Linked DNA regions of Sus scrofa: region 1 is linked to region 2. Evidence: chromatin contacts called from public HiChIP or PLAC-seq data. All regions are on one chromosome and are shown on one strand. Each heading gives the region's core, a stretch centred on a gene start, on an enhancer-like site or on the middle of the called end of the contact. The rest is flanking DNA. Distances are from core to core; before and after follow the strand shown. Region 1 overlaps ZNF710 (zinc finger protein 710). Region 2 holds the start of ZNF710 (zinc finger protein 710).

Region 1 (4,951 bases), core at 569-3,068, 65 kb before region 2:
CTCGGCAGGAGCCTCTGCCGGGCCTGCATCCTTGTCGTCACCGGGCACTGACACTTCGTAGACCTCCTGCTCCTCCTCCTCCACTTTCTCAAACTTGACCTTGGGCACCAGCCGCACAGGCGGCCGCGTCTTCCGCCGGGTGTGCTTCTCAAAGGCCGCCTCCACCTCCAGCACCTCCTCCTCTGCCGGCTCCTCCAGGGCCCGCCCGTTGCAGGCCAGCTGGTAGACATCGGGGCCTGGGGGCCGGGGCTCCCCCATGGCCACCCCAGACAGCTCCGGCCCCAGGTCCGGGTAGAAGGCTTCGGCGCTTATGGTGGCTCCAAAGAGCTCATTTTCTGAGACGAGGCCCAGCACAGCGGCCTGAGCCAAGGACAGCACCACCACAGCATCCGTCTGTGTCCCTGAGTCCATGAAGCCCTCCATCCCGTGGCGGCTGGCTAGGAGGGCATCGCTGCAAGAGGAGAAGGGATCGTTAGCACTGCCGGCTCAGTGTTGCAGAGACAACAGACAGACACACTCAGCAAGGGCTCAGCCAATTTTGGGGTGTGTCTGTCCCTGATGTCTTTCTATCCCTGTCTTGAGAAGTGGACACTTGTAATTATGGGGAGCAATGACACCCTTTGTGTATCTGACCATCTCCTTCATCTCCCTGTGGGATCATGGCTAAGCCCTGCCTCCACGCATGCCTCAGTCTTCCCACCCTTGAAACAGAGAGGTTGGCTTTCTTCAGTGGTTCTCAAACTATGTTCTAAATGTCCTCCAGTAGTTCCTCAAAAACTGGATCCAACATTGCAAAAAAAATTAAGATTCTCCTATTCTAAAAACTGATTTTTTTTTTTTTAAGGCTGCACCTGCGGCATATGGAAGTTCCCAGGTGCTTAGGGGTTGAATTGGAACTGCAGCTGCCAGCCTACACCACAGCCACAGCAGCACCAGATCTGAGCCACATCTGCGACCTACACTGCAGCTTGTCGGAGCCTTAACCCCGAGCGAGGACAGGGATCAAACCTGTGTCCTCATGGATACTAGTTGGGTTTGTTACAGCTGAACCACAATAGGAACTCCTAAAAGCTGATTTTTACAAAACCCATCTACTGAAATGGAATACATATACTTTGTCCCAACACATCCAGTAGGCCCACTCGCTTTACAGCCAAGGTGTAATTAATTTTGCATAGACTTTGAGACTGTACAGTGAGGTAGGTGTTAAACAATAGCCACCATTTGTAATGGCTTGGCCATGTGAAGGAAGCATTTGGGTTTTTTCACTGGGCCAAAACAAGGCAACACACAAAAATAAATTAGGTACCGAGGCCGATCTCAGAGAGCAGGTACTGCCATCAGCCCTTATGCTAAATGACTGTGTCTATCACAACAGGTCATTGTTCTTGATTAGTTAAATGTGAGACATTTAAGTATCTAAACTCATTGATAGCATAGCTTGTGTCTGATTTGTACACTGGAATCCCATGTAAGATCTGATTTGGAAGACTGGTTCTGTGACAAACCAGAATAAGTTTGAGAAAACCGGCTCCCAGGTTCATGGTCAAGCACTCAGATTCAACAGGTGTTTTTGAAGGGTCGAAACCTCGGGGGCAGTGGCTTCCAGCCTTCCTAGGGGCTCCAGCGGCGCCACAGCCCTCCATGCCCTCCAACCTTTGCACACGGGAACCGCTCCAACTCCCCCGCCCCGCCCCGCCCCGCCCCGCCCCTGGCTCCTCCTGCCAGCCCCCCAGGCTTCCCAGCCCTCCCCACAGGCCCGGATGTGGGAGGGCCTCAGATACTCATCAGATTGTACCCCGCCCCCAGCTCCATAAGGAAGGGGGACTGGGTGGCTCCCGCCTGCCTGCCTGCCTGCCTGCCTCGCCCGCTCTCCTCCCAGGCCAGGGTCAGGTGCACGGCCGCTGGCGGCGGCAGCAGCGGCGGCGGCGGCGGCACTTCCTCAGGAAATGCGCTCCGGCCGGGGCCTGGTGTCTCCCTCCCCCCACAGGCCAGAGGAGCTTCCCCTTCCTGAAGCAGCTAAAAATAAAATACCCCAGAGAGACATTTAGCCTCCTTGAAACAGACACTAAAGATGAAGCGTAAAGCGGGGCTCTCATGGAAGAGGGCTGATAGAACGAAACCTCTGCGTCCACCTTGAACAGACTGGGGGGCCTGATTCAGAGCTCACCTCCCACCCTCCGTGGGAAAGAGCACTCAACTGGGAGTCAGGCAGCGTGGCCTCAGGTCCCAGCTCTGTCATGTGCAAGTGACTAAGCAAAGTTCCCTCAAAGTCACTTTTGCATCTCAGTTTCCCCATCCCCACATGGAGATGCAAACACCTACCCATGGAAGGGTAGTGAGTGCCGAGGCCGCAACATAGATGAAGGGGGTTAGTTAATTACAAAGCCCTCACCAAATGTAAAGAATCACTTTTATCCACCTAGATCTCTGGATCTTTTCTCTTTTTGTCTTTTTAGGGCTGCACCTGAAGCATATGCAAGTTCCCAGGCTAGGGGCTGAATCAGAGCTACAGCTGCCGACCTACAACACCAGATCCTTAACCCACTGAACGAGGGCTCATGGATACTACTTGGGTTCGTTACCGTTACTCTTCTGATGAAAACCACAGAGCTGAGATTTCTCTATTCTGGGGCCCTAAATTCAGCAAAGGTTTGGGTGATTCTGCGACAGCTGCTAGGCACTGCGAACTCATTCAAATATTTGCTAAGTCCCTGCTATGGGTTGGGCCCTGCGCTTAGAGGGAAAGGTGGACGAGGAGGATCCCTGCCCCCAGGGTGTCCAGAGCAGACTGCTGTGCCCCTGGCAGCTTTTTGTGTCTGCTGTGGGTTTGAGAAAATGAGCAGCTCAGCGCTTTTTCTAGACTTCCCCAAAGGCAGGGCCAGGGGAGCAGAGGGATGGACCCTCCACAGCAGAGCCTCTGGTCAGGACTGGGCCCTGGATTCCAAGTTCAAATCTGGACTGTGTCCTCTTCTAGCTCAGGCACATCTGTCACATCCTGAGCCTCGGTTTCCTCATCTCTGCGGAGGAAGTGGTGCCTGACTGCCGGGGTAGTGAGATGAGATGAAGAAAAGATGAAGACATCGGTGGCAGGGTTAGTTCCCTACCCCCTGGGCTTTGCTCCCGGCCCCAGTCCCCGGCCCCACCCCTCTTCTGGCACCTGCAGGGAACAGGAGCAAAGAGACACTTAACATGGCTTTGTTGGCAAATGAGCAGGCAAACAAACAAACACACAAAGCTGGAGCCAGAGCACAGGCTGGGTTTGGTTCCCTCAGGGAGGGTAAGTGTGTAACTTACAGAAGGAACCTTCTGAGAGTGAAAAGGGCCACTGCTAGGGCTTACACCAGGACCCCAGGTGCAGGCTGAAGCTGCCCTTGGCCACCAGCATCATCCTCCGTCCTCCCGTGGGAGCTGCGGGAGGTTTCACTTTGGGGCTGCACCTGGTGTAAAAGGGGACCTGCCCACAGCTCTTGTTCCTGAAGAGTTCGTGCCCAAGTAGGGGGACACAGAGGTGCCAATAACCGACCACAGACTCGGTGGCTGAGTGCTCACCAGGTCCCAGGAGAGCCTTTTAATCCTAAACAACTCCATGGGGGTGGCATGGGGTGGAGGTAGCAGGCAGCGCACCCCACAGCCCAGACATCCAGGTCATGCTCCAGAGTGCCCTGGCAGTGAGCGCTGAGCTGGGTCAGCACCAGCTCCCCCGGCTCCACCTGCAGCTCCGAGCTCTCATCTGTGCGACCTAGCCCAGCCTCCTCAGGGGCCAGTTTGCTGACCTGCCCCCCAACCCCTGCCCAGGTTCCCAGGAGTCAGAAGGAGGACAGGGGCGGGCCCTGGGCAAACTGCAATGTGAAGCCCCCTACCTGTTTCTATCTGGGTGGTCCAAGGCTCCAGCCACGCTGAGGACCAGGGTCCCCCTCGGGAGCAGCCAGAGCACCTCTCTGAGTCTCCACTTAGAAAGCACGTCTTCCTAGAAGCCTCCATCAAGCCGTCTTATCTGCCCAACTGGCCAGTCAGGCCCCTGCGCTCTTTTCCTGGATGGACACTTGCCTGATCAGACACACATGACCCTGTAAATATACGTTTAAGAGGCTCATGGGGCTGAGTGTTCCAGGCAGGCTGTGTGTGTGTGTGTGTGTGTGTGTGTGTGTGTGTGTTATGTAGGAGGGGCTATGTTTGTTGAGACAGAGGCTTGGCAAAAGGCAGAGGAAATCGAATTCACCTGTGCTTCACCTGCATGCTCATCTGCCCATCACACAGGCATGGGCAGGGCTGGAGGCACTGCAACCCTGCTGCCGGTGTCTCCCCTCTTCTTGGGCCATCTTTTTGGTTCCCCACCCCCTTCTTCTCATAGGCCTTCTTTGGTGCCCCCTCCCTCTCACAGGCCACAACCCCCATGTTTTACATCCTGGCATGGGCTGTATCCCACCTGGGTGCCCAGGCCCCTCAGGGCACCTCCTTTCTCAGGGCAAGGCCTGTCTCCCTCCACTTGCGCCTGTGGCTCGAAACAAAAGCTCTCTACAATGTCCGGGAGCAAGAGGAGCTCGGGACGCCCAGCTCTGCACAGCCTGGGCTGGGAGATGAGGGGCCATTGGAGCTGCTCAACCTCCTACCAGAACACCCTTGGTCCCGAGGGTGGAGAGAAAGGAAACAGCCAAGGTAGGGAAATGGAGCAAAGAGAACTGCTGCCGGATTGCAGTTTAAAGACTTGCACTGGGAGTGGGGGGAAGGGAGGACACAGCAGAGAGAGAGAGAGAAGGAGGGAGAGAGGGAGAGAGAAGGAGAGAGAGAGGGAAAGACAGAGAGAGAGGGAGAGAGGAGAGAGGAGAGAGGGGGAGAGAGGGGAGAGAGGGGGAGAGAGGGGGAGAGAGGGGGAGAGAGGGGGAGACAGAGAGGGAGAGGGGGGAGAGAGAGAGGGAGGGAGGGAGGGAGGGGGGAGAGAGAGAGGGGG
Region 2 (5,235 bases), core at 43-2,542:
GGGTCCCTTCTCCCAGCGAAGAGCAGATGCTGAGCCCCATTGTCTCTCCCCCAGTGACTGCAGCCTCCCAGGGACAGGACCTGCCGCGCTTCACCCCTCCCCCCAGCCCGCCGGCCTCGGCCTTTAGAGACTGGAGCCCCAAGGCCACTGCCCCTCACCCTACCCTAAACCAGCTCCTGGTGTTGAGCGATGACTCCAGTCACTCAGAACATGATTTGTTTCTGACCGGGAGTGAGAAAACAGTAGCCTGGGACTTTGCTTTAGCAAGAAGGACACCACGGTTTTTGTGTCAGTGCACTGAGTACACAGAGCATCCCCTACTGTGCCCTCTTGATGGGGGTACACAAGAAGCCACATTTCTGTCTTATAGCCTGCTTCATGCACCTAAGCTGTAGCCTCCAAATAAAGCAAAACAGCTGGGATCGTCAAGCATTCATGTGACAAATACTGAGGACCTACTCTGCTTGCTTGTGTGCTGAGCTCTGAAGACCTAACCATAACACATATGGTCTTGACCTAGGCTTTGCAAACTGGCAGGGGAAGAAAAAGGAAGACAGGCCACCATAATGCCAAATGTTATATGTCAGGATGAGTCAAGAAAGCACTTAAAAGGGTACTGGGACTAGGGTGGTCAGGGATGGCTTCCTGGAGGAGGTTACATCTCGATGCCTTTGCCAGGCAAATGCAGGGGAAGGCACAGCCTGTCCAAAGGCCCCAGGGCAAGAGAACACATTTTTACAGATTCTTGGAGCTGCCGCAAGTGTTTGCTGCAGTGGAGAGTACAAGTCGGGGAGTGGGGACACTTAGGTCAGTGTCAAGGCACAAGTAGGGGAGGGGAGTGTGTCAGGGTATAATTGGGGGAGGGGGCTGGGTATCAATGAGATGTTCAAGTTTTAGCCTCTCCCACTTGCTAGACGTCATGAACCTGGGTGATAAGCAGCTGCAGGATGACTTAAACTCGGTGTCCTTTCTTATAAAATGGGGATAAGACCTGTGGTCAACATAAGGCCAGAGACAGTGTCTTATGTTGAAGGGCCCAGGTTTACTTGACGCATATCCCTGGGCAACTTGACTTCTCTAAATATAAGTTTTCTCATCTGTGAAGTGAGAATGAAAACATTTAACCTCACAGGGTTTTCTTTCAGGCTTAAATGAGCCTGTACCTAGCTCAGTGTCTGGGACACAAGCCTCAATATGTGGTAGCTTTTATTCATTGCTATAAATCAGGGAGTGACAGGGAAGTGTTCTTACAACATAGAAATGAGATTTATGTTCTGGGTTGAAACTAGAGTGACTCACCATGCCCCAAACATGATGAGCTGGCCGTGCAGGAAGCATTCCTTCAGAAGTGCCCTGGCTGGGATTGGGGAACTCCTACATCTGATGAAGATGGCAAGGGTATCATCTCAGGAACAGGACCCGACTGGGAAGACTGTGACTACGAAGGTCTGGCTTCATCAGTGAAGGTGTAGCCTGCCTGAGAACAAATAGAAATCAGTAGAGAGGGAGCCTCGTAAAATCCTGGAGGGCCCCTAGGAGCAGACCCTTGGTTGTATTTGCCCCCAATGGAGAGAAGAAGACAAGGAGGTACATGCTGGGGAGGAGAGAGGGAGAAAGAGACTTTTGGCCCCTCCAGAGCCCAAATTAAATCTCTCAAAACCTCTCAGTCCTTTCCTTCATTTCCTCATTCTTCAAGCAGTCTGCAGATGGACTGTACACCAGCAAATTGCTCCCCAAGTCCAGGGAGATGCCGGGGCTCCAGTCCTGCATTGTAAAGCTTTTACACTTGTTTCTTTATGACACAAGTTCGTTGTGAGAGAATTTGATAATTCTAGGGAAAACTGGAAAAGAACCCCTGCAGAGGAATTTCCGTTGTGGTAAAGCGGAATCAAATCCGACTAGTATCCATGAGGATGGGGGTTCCATCCCTGGCCTCACTCAGTGGGTTAAGGACCTAGAATTGTTGTGAGCTGTGGTGTAGGTCAAAGATGCAGCTCCAATTGGACCCCTAGCCTGGGAACTTCCATATGCCACTGGTGTGACACCCCCCCAAAAAAAGAACCCTGTAGAGATATTATATTTTGGTATATATCTCTGGACACTTCATGTCTACATGTAAATGCACATGGTAATAAAGCTATGCAAGGTAGGAGTTCCCATTGTGGCTCAGCAGGTTAAAGACCCAACATTGTCTCTGTGAGGATGCGGGTTCGATCCCTGGCCTGTTCAGCGGGTTAAGGATCTGGTGCTGCCACAAGCCATGGCATAGGTTGCAGATGTGGCCCAGATCTGGTGTTGCAGTGGCTGTGGTGTAGGCACTGGCAACCACTTTTACCCAGTAATGTGTCACAGATGTGTTTCCCTGTCTGAAAACATCCACATCATCATTCTTAACGAATTAAAGAATCATCATTCTTAACGAATTAAGAATGATGTGGTTGCACCCACATGTTCATTGCAGCACTATTCACAATAGCCAGGACATGGAAACAACCTAAATGTCCATCGACAGATGATTGGATTCGGAAGATGTGGTATATATACACAATGGAATACTACTCAGCCATAAAAAAGAATGACATAATGCCATTTGCAGCAACATGGATGGAACTAGAGAATCTCATCCTGAGTGAAATGAGCCAGAAAGACAAAGACAAATACCATATGATATCACTTATAACTGGAATCTAATATCCAGCACAAATGAACATCTCCTCAGAAAAGAAAATCATGGACTTGGAGAAGAGACTTGTGGCTGCCTGCTGGGAGGGGGAGGGAGTGGGAGGGATCGGAAGCTTGGGCTTATCAGACACAACTTAGAATAGATTTACAAGGAGATCCTGCTGAATAGCACTGTAATTGCAATGTATACATGTAAGGATAACCTGACCCCCTTGCTGTACAGTGGGAAAAAAAAATATTAAAAAAAAAAAAAAGAATGATGTGGTGTGCCTTTCTCTTGTTTAAACAAATTGCTGGATTTGTGGGATGTTTTCGGGTTTTTCACTTTAATGGACCTACTAGGAAAAACATACTGTACAGTCACCTTTGTGCCAGGTAAATGTCATATTCTGATTATCATTTTACAGCTGAGAAGACTGAGGCACAGAAAAGCATAAAACTTTCCCAAGGTAACAGCTATGGAGTCACTGAGCCAGACTTTGTAGCCAGGGCATCCAGCTGGGAGATCCTTTCAGCACCTCTGTTTTCTCTTTTTCTTTAGAGTGACTGTTCCCTCCTCACACCTCCCCATGATCTTTTTCTCTCCCAGATTACCTCCTTGTAAGAACCTGTTAACCGCTGAGCCACAAAGGGAACTCCCAGATGCTACTACCTTTTAGTCAAACTCCCTGACCTCCTCAAACTTGGGAAGGGGAAGCCTCCATATTCACACCAAAGAGAAAGAAATCAGCTGTTGTGCTGCAAAAGCAGTAAATGGAGCCCCTTCCACAACTGCTCCCTGCCCCTCCCCCAACTGGAATGGGAGGGAAGATTTGTTAGTATAAGGTTTTTGGTTTGAGGGGGGTGTTTTGTTTTGTTTTTCCTTTGTAGGGCCGCAGGTGTGGCATATGGAAGTGACCAGGCTATGGGTAGAAGCAGAGCTACAGCTGCCAGCCTACCCCACAGCCACAGCAACGCCAGATTCCAGCCACATCTGTGACCTACACCACAGCTCACAGCAGCACTGGATCATCGACCCACTGAGAGAGGCCTGGGGTCGAACCCGAAACCTCATGGATACTAGACAGATTCATTTCTGCTGCGCCAACGGGAACTCCTAATAATATGGGGTTTATTAATCCTGATGATTTCCCTGTGGGAGGATGCATTCATGTCACAGACCTTGCAGAATGTTCATATCCATCTCTGAAAATCTGAGGAATCTTGTAAGCCGGTGAAGGGATGAAACACAGCTCTTTAGTGTTTCAATTGACATGTTCACCAGAGTAACTGCTGGGCAATTGGCAGGTGATTATTAAAATCTCTTTCATTGCCGGAACCAAACAAGAAAAAATATATATCTGTGGTGGGAGTTCCCGTCATGGCGCAGCAGAAACGAATCCGACTAGGAACCGTGAGGTTTTGGGTTTGATCCCTCACCTCACTCAGTGGGTTAGGGATCTGGCATTGCTGTGGCTGTGGTGTAGGCTGGCAGCTGTAGCTCTGATTTGACCCCTAGCCTGGGAGCCTCCATATGCCGCAGGTGCAGCCCTAAAAAGTGATAGATAGATAGATAGACAGACAGACAGACAGACAGATATCAGTGGCTTTGCAATATTCAGTATTTGATTTTGAATGTCCAACCTCCCCACTGAAATCCAGCCAATGGAAAGTGCAGGACCCCAGGGCAGAACTGAAAGCTGTACAGAGCAGAGGTGGACCTAGGGCTCCTGAACGCATGGGCTTGTGGGAAATGGCAGGGGAACCCAAAACTGGAGAGTCCTAAGAACTAAGTCAATGAACAGAATCCCACAGAAGATGTATTGGGCAACACCTCAAAATCCTCAGAAGTATATTAACATTTTGGGAATACTCAGGGTTTGCAGGGAAAACCCAAAGAAAGCAAAAGCCCTGCCTGAACACACGTACATGACATTTGCCCATTGTTTTTCAAGGAATAATGACAGAGTCCACTACCTCTGATCTCCCTTGTAACCAGCGGTACATATTTGCATGGCTTTAACCCATCATGATTTGGACCAATAAATTAACTGGCCTTATTTTCATAAATATAAGAATAAAAATAGGGAGTTCCTATTGTGGCTCAGCAGGTTAAGAACCTAACACAGTCTCCACGAGGATTCAGGCTCGATCCCTGGCCTCGCTCAGCAGGTTAAGGATCTTGTGTTGCCGTGAGCTGTGGTATAGCTTGCAGATACGGCTCGCATGTGGCATTGCTGTGGGCTGTGGCATGGGCTGTCTGCTGCAGCTCTGGTTCAACCCTTAGCCTGGGAACTTCCATATGCAGTGGGTGTGACCCTAAAAAGAGAAAAAAAAAGCTAAAAGAAACATGGGCCACCCACCATAAACAGGAAACTGTTAGCTTCACTAAACAGTTAAAAACAAATACGTAAAAGCCACGATTATGACATGTATTGCTACAAGAGTGCTAATTGGTCAAAGCCTGGAAAATAATTTGATACTGTTAAGTCAAAAGAAATCTGAAAGCTTATTGTTTTCTTTCTTTCTCCCTTCCTTCCTTCCTTCCTTTCTTCCATCTCTCTTTCTTTCTTT

Evidence for each region. HiChIP or PLAC-seq counts read pairs in DNA pulled down with a chosen protein or histone mark.
Region 1: a contact with region 2 is called in an H3K27ac HiChIP or PLAC-seq map of alveolar macrophages, with 3 times the contacts expected there. The contact joins the enhancer-like site here to the promoter of ZNF710 in region 2. A contact is called at or near these places in 1 of 5 promoter capture datasets (liver), 15 of 47 Hi-C or Micro-C datasets (alveolar macrophages, blood, fetal heart ventricle and 6 more) and 2 of 2 datasets of contacts at active chromatin or transcription factors (alveolar macrophages and skeletal muscle).

Annotation. Positions count from the first base shown.
Region 1 is chr7:55,634,273-55,639,223 of Sscrofa11.1, reverse strand. ZNF710 (zinc finger protein 710) reads right to left here. Exons shown (of 5, transcript XM_021098970.1): 2 at 1-451. The coding sequence starts at 423. Among named protein-coding and RNA genes, the nearest start is that of IDH2, 39 kb to the left of the region's middle. Within about 2 kb of position 1,818, at least 52 of the 83 cell types and tissues checked have an H3K27ac peak or open chromatin away from gene starts, as enhancers often do. A contact at or near this core is called in alveolar macrophages, liver, retroperitoneal adipose tissue and 2 more, where this site is marked.
Region 2 is chr7:55,568,505-55,573,739 of Sscrofa11.1, reverse strand. ZNF710 (zinc finger protein 710) reads right to left here and starts at 1,292. Exons shown (of 5, transcript XM_021098970.1): 1 at 1-1,292.